Regions from separate parts of the Mus musculus genome. Here region 2 is linked to region 1. The links are chromatin contacts, called in public HiChIP or PLAC-seq maps. All regions are on one chromosome and are shown on one strand. The core of a region is the stretch at or near the end of the contact, and the rest is flanking DNA. Distances in the headings are between cores, read along the strand shown.

Evidence for each region. HiChIP or PLAC-seq counts read pairs in DNA pulled down with a chosen protein or histone mark.
Region 2: a BATF HiChIP or PLAC-seq map of CD8 T cells shows a contact between it and region 1, with 13 read pairs. The contact joins two enhancer-like sites. A contact is called at or near these places in 1 of 15 datasets of contacts at CTCF or cohesin (CD8 T cells), 16 of 484 Hi-C or Micro-C datasets (CD4 T cells, CD8 T cells, Th17 cells and 6 more) and 1 of 115 datasets of contacts at active chromatin or transcription factors (CD8 T cells).

What each region holds. Positions count from the first base shown.
Region 1 is chrX:59,503,816-59,509,991 of GRCm38.p6, forward strand. It overlaps a transcript of Fgf13 not described here. Among named protein-coding and RNA genes, the nearest start is that of Gm36631, 82 kb to the right of the region's middle. Within about 2 kb of position 4,661, at least 8 of the 459 cell types and tissues checked have an H3K27ac peak or open chromatin away from gene starts, as enhancers often do. A contact at or near this core is called in CD8 T cells, where this site is marked.
Region 2 is chrX:59,589,684-59,595,675 of GRCm38.p6, forward strand. Gm36631 (a long non-coding RNA gene) reads left to right here. Exons shown (of 4, transcript XR_878119.1): 1 at 1-49. Among named protein-coding and RNA genes, the nearest start is that of Gm36631, 3.4 kb to the left of the region's middle. Within about 2 kb of position 3,453, at least 2 of the 459 cell types and tissues checked have an H3K27ac peak or open chromatin away from gene starts, as enhancers often do. A contact at or near this core is called in CD8 T cells, where this site is marked.

The DNA.
Region 1 (6,176 bases), core at 3,411-5,910:
GACTTCTCATATCTCCCAGAACAGGGGAACGCCAGGGCCAAAAAGGGGGAGTGGGCGGGTAGGGGAGTGGGGGTGGGTGGGTATGGGGGACTTTTGGTATAGCATTGGAAATGTAAATGAGCTAAATACCTAATAAAAAATGGAAAGAAAAAAAAAAGAAGATAGTGATTCCAAACCCAGAAACTTTTGTGGATGCCAACAAGTACTTACTGACAGAAGCCTGTTACAGCTGTATCTGGAGAGGCTCCACCAGTGCCTAACAAATAAAGCGGTGGATCCTCACAGCCTACCATTGGACTGAGCACAGGGTCCCCAAGGAAGGAGCTAGAGAAAGCACCCAAGGAGCTGAAGGGGTTTACAGCCCCATAGGAGCAACAACAATATGAACTAACCAGTACCCCCAGAGCTCCCAGGGACTAAATCACCAGTCAAAGAGTACACATGATGGGACTCGTGGCTCCAGCTGATTATGTAGCAGAGGATGATCTAGTTGGTCATCAATGGGAGAAGAGGCCCTTGGTCCTATGAAGAAGACTCTATGCCCCAGTGTAGGGGAATGCCAGGGCCAGGAATTGGGTGTGGGTGGGTTGGTGAGCAGGAGGAGGAGGGAGGGGGTAGGGGGTTTTTGGAGGGGAAACCAGGAAAAGGAATAACATTTGACATGTAAATAGTGCAAATATCTAATAAAACAAAAACAAACAAACAAAAAACAAATGAAGGGACAAGGCCTTGGGTTGTAAATGTACCAGTTCTGCTTTGTACAAAAGCAAGTGGAAACACATCATAATAAAGCCAATGCAGAGAGAGAGAGAGAGAGAGAGAGAGAGAGAGAGAGAGAGAGATTGAGAGAGGAGAGAGAGAGAGAGAGAGGAGAGAAGAGGGGAGGGGAGGGGAGGGAAAAAGAAAGAGAAGATGATGATTAAGGAATGCCATTGTCAGGGTAGCACTCTCCAAGCCTCTCCCACACTGAAACATCCAGGTAAAACATTTTTTCCTTTAAAAGATGTCATATATAGGAAGTTTGTGGAGTTTTTTTTTTTACAATGTAGGCACAGTGCTAGTAACAAGATTAATATACAATGTGATAGTATACATTACCTCAACAAATATTATATTTTTTTCCATTTTTTTGCAACTGAAGCAAGGTATTTCTTTGTTTACTTAATGCCTTTACTCCTTCCATCAGGATTATAGAATTTTATTCTGATAAATCTCATGTCCCCAATCAAATTAATGTTCAAGTATTTAATGTATTCTGACTCCAATGAGAATGAATGTACCTCCTCATTATAATCACCAGATGTTTGCAATTAAAAGCATGTGTTAATTTCTCTTGCAGTTCATGATGTTGCTAAGCCCATTCACACAGACTATCTTATGATAAATGTGTGTGTTAGATATTACGCAGCCCAGTACCTTTCACAGTGCCTGATACAATAGGTGCTAGGTCAATTAAAGATTGCTTTGGCTTTGTTTGCAAATGCCATTCATCTAAATTTTTTTCTTAGTATCAGGTAGGACTCATGTCACTAAGATTAATTTTGCAATGATAGCACCTCAGTCCTGTATTGTTTATTTTAATGCTTCCTACTTTTTATGAGGACCCTCTCTTTTCTACATGTACATGTGGAAACATGTACACATGGGTACAGAGGCCTGGGCTTGATGTTGGGTATCTTTCTCAACCACTTTCTACATTTTATTATTAATTGATTGATTGGTTGATTGATTAATTTAGGTTTTTCTAAATAGGGTTTCTCTGTGTAGCCATGGTTGTCTTGGAACTTGCGATGTGGACCAGACTGGCCTAAAACTCAGAGAGATCCACCAGCCTCTGTTTCCCAAGTGCTGGGATTAAAGGTATGCACCACCACTGCTCAGCCCTCTGCCTTATTTTTTTGATAGTGGCTATTGAGTTCACTGATACAGTTAGACAAACTGCCCAGGAAATTCCAGAGATTATTCTGTCTTCATCTCTTCAGCACTTGAGTTACAGGTATACACAGCCACAACTAGTTTTTATGTGGACCTTGGGTATTGGGTTCAATGCCACATCCAACTGTCCACAAAGTACTCTGAGTATGTTTTTATACTGTGATTCCAATTCTCATTTTCATTTTATCATCTTGTACTCCTGAGTTAAATTTCTACCTGGTGGCTTTTTATTTTCATTTTTGTCTCAGCACACCCTAGGCTAGCATGGTGCTTAGTGTATAGCCCAGACTGGCCCTGACTTTGTGATCCTTTCTCTTCTAGTTCGCAAGTGTTAAAATTAAATGACATTTACCACCATGCCTAGCACAGATGAAATTTTAAGTGCTATTAATTTTTATTTATAATTGTCAATAAATAATGACAGAAATCCAGAAATGTGGTTAGCTTCTATGTTTCTTTCTTCTTTTTTTTCCTGATCTTAATATTGATGTAATATTTTCTCAAAGTATAGATTAGGAATTGGATACATTAGTAGCAGTGAAATACCTAAAAATAATTTCTAAGATTTTTTTTCTCATAGAAAAATATGGCATAGGAAAAAAACTGAAGTTTTTATTCTCAGATCTCTGGACTCAGATGTTAGCTCCTTCATTTATTTGCTATGTTATTAAGGCAAGTCGCTGAACTTTCATGAACCTATTTATCAGCTATAATGTGATTTTACTAATATCCCAATAGCCCCATATATAATTAGTAAATGGTTTAGAACTTATGTATGCAGAGGTGTGTGTGTGTGTGTGTGTGTGTGTGTGTGTGTGTGTGTGTGTGTATGTATGTAAGAGGGGGAGAGAGTGAAGAAAGAGAAAAGGGGGAACAGCTGGAGAATGGACCAGAGTAGGAGGCAGAAGGAGAGGAGAGAGTGGTGGCAGCAGAGACAGCCAATTAATCAACCATAGTACACAGTATAAAATCATTATTAGCACTGCTCTGGCCCTTGGACTTTTATATTAATCTACTATGGCTAAATATCCATCGGCTTTGTTGGTTGCTTGGTAATAATTCAATGACTTCTTGTATGTTATTCTCTGGGATTGATTTATTCATGTTTCCTACTTAATCTTGCATGAGATTTTATGGTTTATAATTTTGCAGGGAGACATTCATGCTCATTCTGATTTATCTGATTTATTAGCATACAATAGAAACCACTCTTTCTCTTCATACTTCCGAGTCTTTTCCATTGCTTGCCAGGCTTTCCATCCCATCCTTAAGCTAATGATTCTGTTTCCTCCTCCTTTTAGAGTTCAGCACACAGTTGCAACTTTTATTTTTTTTAATCATCTATATACTTTATCAGCTTTTTTCCAGAGGTTCATTTTAGCTTGTAGGCTTATTATTCATCCACCCACTGTTTCTGCCTTCTGGCACTGCCCCTACATAAAGACAGGAGGTGTAAGCACAATTCATTATGTATTACCTTTCCTTCATGAAAAAACAAACATCTAATGAAACCCATCTTCCTCTAAGCACCATGTGAGCAACTCCCCATATTATATTGTTATACTAAACTCATAAAAGTTCAAAAAATTGCTTGTCTTTCTGAAAAGTATGAGGTATTGGTTCCATAATTCTCTCATAATCAAGGCGTTAGGTTTTATTATGAGTATGATGTTAATTTGCTATTCATCTCTTAGTATGGCTTCAATAAACGAATGCTTTCTTGGTATTTTTATCTTTTCATATTTACAAAGTATGTATTGTATTCTGTGCATAGTATTAATTTTAAGAATGGGCTGTACACATTTGTGAAGAAGTTTGATCATCATATTCTGAGTGAATAATGTGATTATCTTGAAATTTATGTTGTCTTTTTTTAATTAAAATAAGAGCAAGAGGACTCTAAGAAATATATGTTTTACTTTTTAGATCCTAATCTTAATTATGGGAATTTTTTCCAAAGGAATATTAAATGCCATTAGTTAATTCTCTAATGTTGTTATTTAACATAAGAATGACACTTAGTTTAAGCAAAATATTTCAATGTGTTAATTTTAATCAAATGTAGGAATTCATGACATTGGATGTGACTAATACAGTAAGATCTCTGGTTAGCAGAATAAGAATACAATTGAAATATATACACATTTCTAAGTAAACAGCTATGGTCCATAAGAGAAAAGGCCATGCACTTCTTGGTGGAAAAGAACTGTTACTGTGGACAAATACATATTTATAATTTCAGGTTATACAAAGGTGTTTTCATTGACAATGTTCTTGGATTTCTTAGTGACTGACAGAGATTGCAAGCCACTAGTTCCCAGTGTTTGGCCATGTAACCCTTCATTGCTCAACATGTTGAAGAACTAGCATTTTCCATTAATTATACTTCAGAAAATACTGTTGATAAATAACCAGAGAAGATTTCCAAAGATAAGGCTGCCTGGCTTCTAGAAGAGGTGTCCCAGGCAAGGACAAATCTGCATCAGCAGAAGGCTATTCAAGTTGAAGGTAAGCCTTAAAGAATAAAAATCAAAATGTTAATAGGAAGCTGGATCACAGAAATTACAGATGACTAAGATGCAGCTTGTGAGAGGACTGGTTCAGTGGCTACTGTATACATTTCAAAGGACCATAGGCAGAGACTGTCTTTCTCGGGTTATACAGAACACATGCCAAAAACCCCACGTGGACCGGTGCCACTCTTTGCTTGGCACTGGAACTTTGCTCATGCTGCTTCGTCTTAGTGGTTTTCCTGTTGTGGTTAAATATGAGCACACTTAAACTCTACCTCCCACACAACCACTTTACCTGATTTCAGTCCTAAATGCAAAATAACTTCCTCACATACTCATAGTTGTCAACTAGTATCATGATTTCTACAAAGGACAACTTATCAACAGCCTAGCTTTCCTTAAGTAAAAGGACTTTGTGGGTCACTGTTGAGACTATAATATACAACCTAGAGTAGTTTGAGACAGAACACATATGATAAGCAATTAAGCATAAAGTCATTAAAATTAAATGGAAAATACCCATGTCTTTGAAAAACTCTTTCTGTTTCTCCTTACCAGAGCTGGGACAAATGATCCTACTGTGTGCTACTCAAGGTCATAAAACTCCACTCACTAGATTGTAATTTCCTGCTTATATAGAAGGCCTTCTAACTAGTGTGAACTTTGTGAATGGAAAAGGAAATGTCTATATTGAAATCTATAACCACACATTAGAAGACTCAAAAGCAGCCCCTCCAAGGTTTTGTGATTCACTAGGATTCACAGAATTGAGGAAATTGTCACACCCACATCTACAATGTATTCGGCCAAGCCACACAAAGCAAAATCAATAGAGGGCAAAATGCACATAAAGCAAAACCTGGATGAGACAGGGGGAAGCTTCTCAGGGCTCTCTTCCAGTGAAGCCACACAAGAGAAACTTAATTCCTACAGCAAAGTGTGGTGACACCTATGAAATGTCAGGCACACTCATGAAACTCGGTGCTCGAGGATTTGGCAGGCAGACGCTGGCCATACAGATACTTTGTGCCAAGCATATAGCAAAGTCCCAGACGCCGCAAATGAAAGGAAGTGTTCTGCATGAGCCACATTGTGTGCTCCGACAATTCAGACACTGTGCCATTAGAAAACGGTTGAGAGGCTTCTGAAATTCAAATTCTCAGGTGCCAGCCAACAAACAATCATGTCAGCTAGCCTTTCAAAAGAGAGCTAGCAGGCCTTCTATGTCATCTCTTGTCTTTACAATCCATAATTCCCAGGACTGCTCCTGACACAGAATACTCATTCATGCACCAGTGCATGAAGAATGAGTGAGTGGCAGACAATGAGACAGACCAATCACTTATGTTATCCCATGGCTTTTCACAATGATCCTGCAACCAAAACATCCTTAGTATAATTGTTAACAGATAAAAAACAGGCTCTGAGGGGTTAGAGAGCATATTCAGAACCACAGCAATAAAGATAGAATTTGATTTCCTGGATGCCTAATATACATACCATGCCACTGTCTTCATAGCACAAGTGGCTATTTGGGAAGAATGTAAGAGCAGCAAACAAGTCAAAAGAGGTAGCAAAAATAGTGTGGCTAGAGAGAAGAAAAATCCAAAGATGCTCTTGACACATGCTGAATAAGTTTGCAAAAGTTCTCAAGAGGCATTCATTGGTTCATGGGTGATTTATGCAGAGAGTGCCACATCCTCTTTGGGATTCCTTCCATTCTCTGAA
Region 2 (5,992 bases), core at 2,203-4,702, 85 kb after region 1:
GATCAATGCAAAGAGACTCCTTCAGGGATGGACCATGAGTGGAGAGCTGGTAAGCAGATCCCATTAGCACTGTGCTAGGAGGATGGGGCTGTGTTTCTTTGCTCACTTGTTCATTCCCATTTACCTCATAGAAATCTGATGATCCTTTTGGGCTTCTCACCCGTAACTGAGTATGTTAACCTGTCCAGTGCTTTAAACAAATAAATGCCAAGGAAACAGAATAGAAATGGAGAAATCCTTAATTATAAAAGACTTGGGAAATGGATCAGATACCTACAATGTGTGGATCCTGTTTGGCTCATGAATCAACCACACCAAATGCAAGAGCATATATATGAAATAAAAGGGATAATTTTACTGTTGCTATTTATTTAATAGTGAAGGAACTATTAATTTTTAGATGTGATAAAACTACCATGTTAAAATTATTTTACCATTTAAAGACACAGACCCAGTAGTTATAGGTGAAATGATATGATTGCTGAGATTGAAGGGAATAGATAAATGAACACATGAAACAGAAGTGCCCCTTCAGTCAATGACTGCTGTTTCCCAATAATAAACACAAGTGTTTTGTACTTTGCTCTTTAATTTTTCATGTACTTGAAATTTTCCTTAATAGATTTATATCTTTGTTTATTTTTAAAAATTACATATTTTGTTTGTTTTATGTGTGCTTGTGTCTCTCTACCATATGCATGCCTGGTGCCTGCAAAGGCTAGAAGAGGGTGTCAGCTCCTCAGAAAATAGAGTCACAGACAGTTGTGAACTGTCATTTCTGTTTGGGGAATTATACTTAGGTCCTATAGGAGAGCAAAAAGCACTCTTAACCACTTTGGCATCTTTCTTGCTCCAAGACTCATTTCTATTTATAAGTATGTGTATGCATGTGAGAACATAGTTTGTACATCTGCATTCAGTGTCCTCAGAGGCTAAAAGAGTGCATTGGATCTCCTAGAGCTACAGTTACAGGCAGTTGTGAGGCCCCAGACACGAATGCTAGGAACTAAAGTAGGGTCTCTTCAGTACCTGTTCTTAGCCACTGACCACTGACACATTCCTCTACCCACCTTGTTGTGGCTTTTAAGAAGAGAAACCATATTGTACCTACTCTCAAAGATTTTTCCATTTCCTGTAACATTTTATGAACAATCATTGGCTGTGAGCTACAACAGTTAGGGAACCTAAGATGACAAAATTGGTGGTATGGGTACAAACAAATGTCAGCTAGCACCCTGACAAAATAATTATAGGAGTAGCCTTGACTGATGTGGGATCTGGTATCATTTCTCTCAATATCATGAACTTACCAAGTGATTAATATTTGATGGACTGGAAGTGGCTTTAGACTCTAAGGCAGGGAAACTGAGTCTTAGAGACTGCAAGTGACCGCCCAAAACCACATGGTAAACTGGCAATATCAACAATCAAAAAAGAAGCCACTGAGTTCCTACACATGTTGTTCTTTGTATTCATTCCATCCCATATGTACACACATGCACACATGTGCATGTGTGCACACATATATCTCCTGTGTTGAAATTCTACCCTCTAGTACCTAAGAGTGTGATGAAACTAAGATTCAGGATAAATTTTGGAGAAAATATTCACCCCACAAATAGTCACTTTGATGTAGCAAACACCTTATAGAGCACCATATGGTTATAATGATAGCCTTTTACAAATACTGTCCTAATACAAGCTGGTTGTGGAGATAGCATATCCATCTATAGCTAAACTATGGAATCCAAAGTACTGAGAAAACAGAAGTAAGTATTGAAAAACTGTAAGTGGAGATCAGAATGAAACAAATAACATTTGAGTAAAATCAAAGGTTATCGGGTAAGACATGTCTTCAGAAATGAGTGAAAATGGGATGCCATACCAGAAAAGGGCATTCTGAGTGGGATGAACAGCATAAGCATAAGTATGGTAGTGGGATGAAAGCGCTGGCTCTAGTGGGCACAGTATACTTGCTAAATGGCAGCTGTATAAGAGAGATAGTAATGGCCTGAATTGGGATAGAAGTAGAAGACCCAAGGCAAAGAATGTATTCTTTGGGTTCAATAGATTTCTATGGTACTCTCCCTCAGCTTCAGAGCTACAGTAGCAGAGGGAATAGAAGTTGTATGCTTTAGTCACCTAGTAAGATTTAATTAGGTCAGTGTACCCCAGTTCTGTGCCAAGCCCCTACTACACCATAACCCAAACCCACAAACTCAGACAAGGGAAAACTAAGGTGAGACTTGAGATGGGGAGGGCTGTGGGTGGAAAGTATCAGCTAAGTGAGCATTTCATTTGATTCCACTTTTAAAATGCTGAAAAGGATCTCTAAGGGACTGTTAAGGAGATGAGAGAGAGGGAGATGGAGAGGCAGAGGGGGAGGCAGAGGGGTAGACATAGGAAAGAGGGAGAGCAGGAGGGAGGGGGAGAGGGAGGGGGAGGGGGAGAAGGAGAGGGAGGGATCCTTAATCTGATCATTCGTACAAAAAGAGTCTCTAAATAAAATGATAGGAAGAGAAATTGAGGATAGAAATGACAGGAATTTGATCACAGAGGAGTGAGGGTTTGGAGATGTCTCTCAAGTAAACGTAAGGCTCTGAAATCGGAAAAGATATGGAAAAAAAGTTAATGTGATTACAATACACAGAGCTGAGAACACAGCCTGACATTATGTTATAAGGACAGAGAGGGAACAGACTACACATGGCCTTATGGGTCACATTAAGGAATTAGAACATTATCCCCTGAAGCAACTGCAAGTCATTTAAGTGTTCTAAGCTGGAGGTGTGAATGTTAAGATTTGCATTTTGAAACATATTGCTGGCAATATTATGGAACTGCACTGGTAGATTTAGGAACAGAAGTAAGGGCCTAACTGGCCACCTATTACAGAAAATTGAATCAAACTTAACAGGGCATTTGAGGTGCTGGAGTGATGGTTTAGCAGCCAAGAGTGCTTGCTACTCTTTCAAAAGACTGGAGATTGCTTCCCAGTATTCACGTTGGGCAGGTCATGATGAATATGTCTCTAGCTCCAGGAAATCTGTATTTTCTTCTGGCTTCTATGGGTACCTGCACTCACATGTATACACACACACACAAATCAGTAAAAAAAGAACAATAGTAGTCTGCAAAAGCTGATGTATTTATCAATACTTTTATCACCTCTGTGAACAAATACTCAGTAGGAACAACTTATGAGACAAAAATGATATGTCTTCATTCCCAGTTTCAGAGACTTCAGTCAATGCTTGCATAGACACACTTGACTGGGAAGATCAAGGTATCAGGACCATGTGACAGAGGGGAGTGGTTCACATTAAAGCAGAGAGACAGAGGTAAGAAAAGGGACTGTGATAGTCCAAAATACCTATCACCTAGTACACTAGTTACTCATGAAGCTTCTGTGGCCACCTGAAATAACACCAAGAATTCATCACATAAGCCAGTAGGGGGACGATTTCATATGCAAACTAAATCAAGGTGATAGAATAAATATGACAAGTGAAGAAGTCAGGGCTGATTAGTAGGATTCTGGTCACAGTAGCTTAACTGCAGAGATAGACGCTAGGAGAAATATACTTAGAAAGAGAAGAAAGATAATGAGATTAGTTTGGCATCTGGTAGATATTCAGTTCTTGTTGAGCAGGACTATAATCTTTAGGCCAAGTAAACAAGCAAGCAGGGGAGTCACAGTGCTCCATTCTTTGTTGCTTTTCTTGTTGCCCGTGTCTGGTATCTGGGTTTTCTGTGAGCTCTATTCTTGAGGAGTTTCTTGTGGAATGAGTTCCAACTCGCTTCTTGATTTTTTTTTTTTTTTTTTTTTTTTTTTTTTTTTTTTTTTTTGAGGAATGAGTTCACCCCTTAAGCACGGTGACAGCGACAAGAAGCTTGCATCAGTCTGACAGTCCTAAGAACAACCACAGGTCACTACCATTTCCTATTTGTTCTGGGAGAGCCTTGTGATGTACTTTCCAAGCATGAATTCATTTGTTCTTTATAAAGCCATGTGATAAAGACAGGAAATGAAAGAGGTGACACCTATGTGGGCTAAAGAATGAAAAATGAAGTACCATGTCTAAGTCACTCAGCAAGCTATTTCATCCATGTGCATCTGGGACTGTTCTTTTGGTTCACTGTTTTCACTCTTCACTTTTCAGTGACTATAGCACTAGTATATGCCATGACACAAAGAAAGGACATACCAAGAAGACAATGAAAGATACTATTCATCATAATTAAACACAGGAAATAGTAGCATTTTTCTATAGCTCTTTAAATTCTATATGAAGCTATCTAAATAACTTTTACTCATTTGCTGACACACATATAGTGTGTGTGTGTGTGTGTGTGTGTGTGTGTGCATACACAGTGTGTCTGTGTGTGAAATTACAAAGTGCCAAGTATAATAAATCATGGACTCTAGTCTTTTAAAAGCCATATGATATTTAGTCCAAAGTAATTTAATCAAAGGAAGTGCCCTGGATAGACAAAGAGATTGTCATCTGGGAAAATGAAATTTACAAAGGAAATAGTGTCCCTTCATTCCAGAAGCCTGGATCAGCAACAGCATTGGCAATGCTAGTGATAGAAGCACCAGGTTAAGGGGATTCACACAGGAGTAAAGCAGAAGTTTTATTGGAAGAATTCAATGAAGGAGGAAGAGGAGGAGTAAAGACAGCAAACCAGTGTCAAAGCAGCTTAAGTCCTTCAGGCCATGACCTGCCCCTGCACTTAGGGTAACCTTACAAAGAGGTTGCTTTTAGAGAATTAATGGTTGATGAGGAAGAAGTAAGGGCTTTCTATCTCAAAACATATTTTTAGGATTTTTGATTGTAAGTGAGAAAACCCAAACTTTAATAGCACAGCTGGTTCTTCTACAAAGATGAGCATGGCCCTGATAATTTAATAAATATATATTTAGTGGGAAGAAACCTCTTTCCCAATTATTCCAGTAAAAGTTCCAGAATTGATTAGAGCAGCAGTGCGTGGGAGAGGGGTTCACAAAGTTCATACCCATAGCTGAAGAACAATTAGAAACTGCTGGCTGCTAAGAGACAGAGTCAAGCTTCATGTAATATGCCCCCTGGCAGTGCCCATGTGTCAGAAGATGGCCCTAAAACTATGTACATATTGGTAGCATTAGTTGGATTGAATGGGTTTTAAAAGAAAAAAAAAGGGTAAATGAATGTATTGGAAGATGGCTCAGCTCTAACACTTGTTGTTCATGCAGAAGATGGAGATTCAGTTCCAGCACCTACATGGTAGCTAATTCTAGTCCCAGAGGATCCAATAGCCTTTTCTGGCCTCTGCAGGCACTTCATGCACATGGTTCCCAGTCAGACATACACACAAAACACTCATACACATAAAAGAAAAAGAAATAAATCTTTTTAAAACAGAGTTCATGAAGTTGGGAAGGAAAAGTGGTAAGTGGGAGGGGTGGTGAGAGTCCTCAGAATGGATGCACTTAGAGATGAACTGGATTAAAATATACCCTATTTGTATACAAAACTCTCAAACAATGATTTCTAGAATCGAGTCTTGTTAGACTGATGAAGCCATTAGTCTTTTTTTAATTTAATTTTTTTTTGGACAATGTATCAGTATGTAGCCCTGGCTGGTCTGGAATTAACTTATGTCAATCAGGCTGTCTTCAAACTGACAACAATCTGCCTGCTTCTGTGTCCCACATGCAAGAATTAAAACTGGGCACGACCATACCCAGCTTAAAATTTTAATGTAATATTTTTTATCAATTCCTTGAGAATTTCATGCAATATATTTTCATGTTATTCACCCCATTCCTCCTGCTCTATTTTTATATATTTACCCCTCAGCTCCACACCTTCAGCTCCATACCTTCATGTCATCTTTTAAAAACATAAATAACCCACAAATTAGGGAGGAAGGCAGAACAAATAACAAGGATGTTTGACAAAGCCCCAACAAAGTAATTGTATTACCTTATATTTACCTAAATTCCACC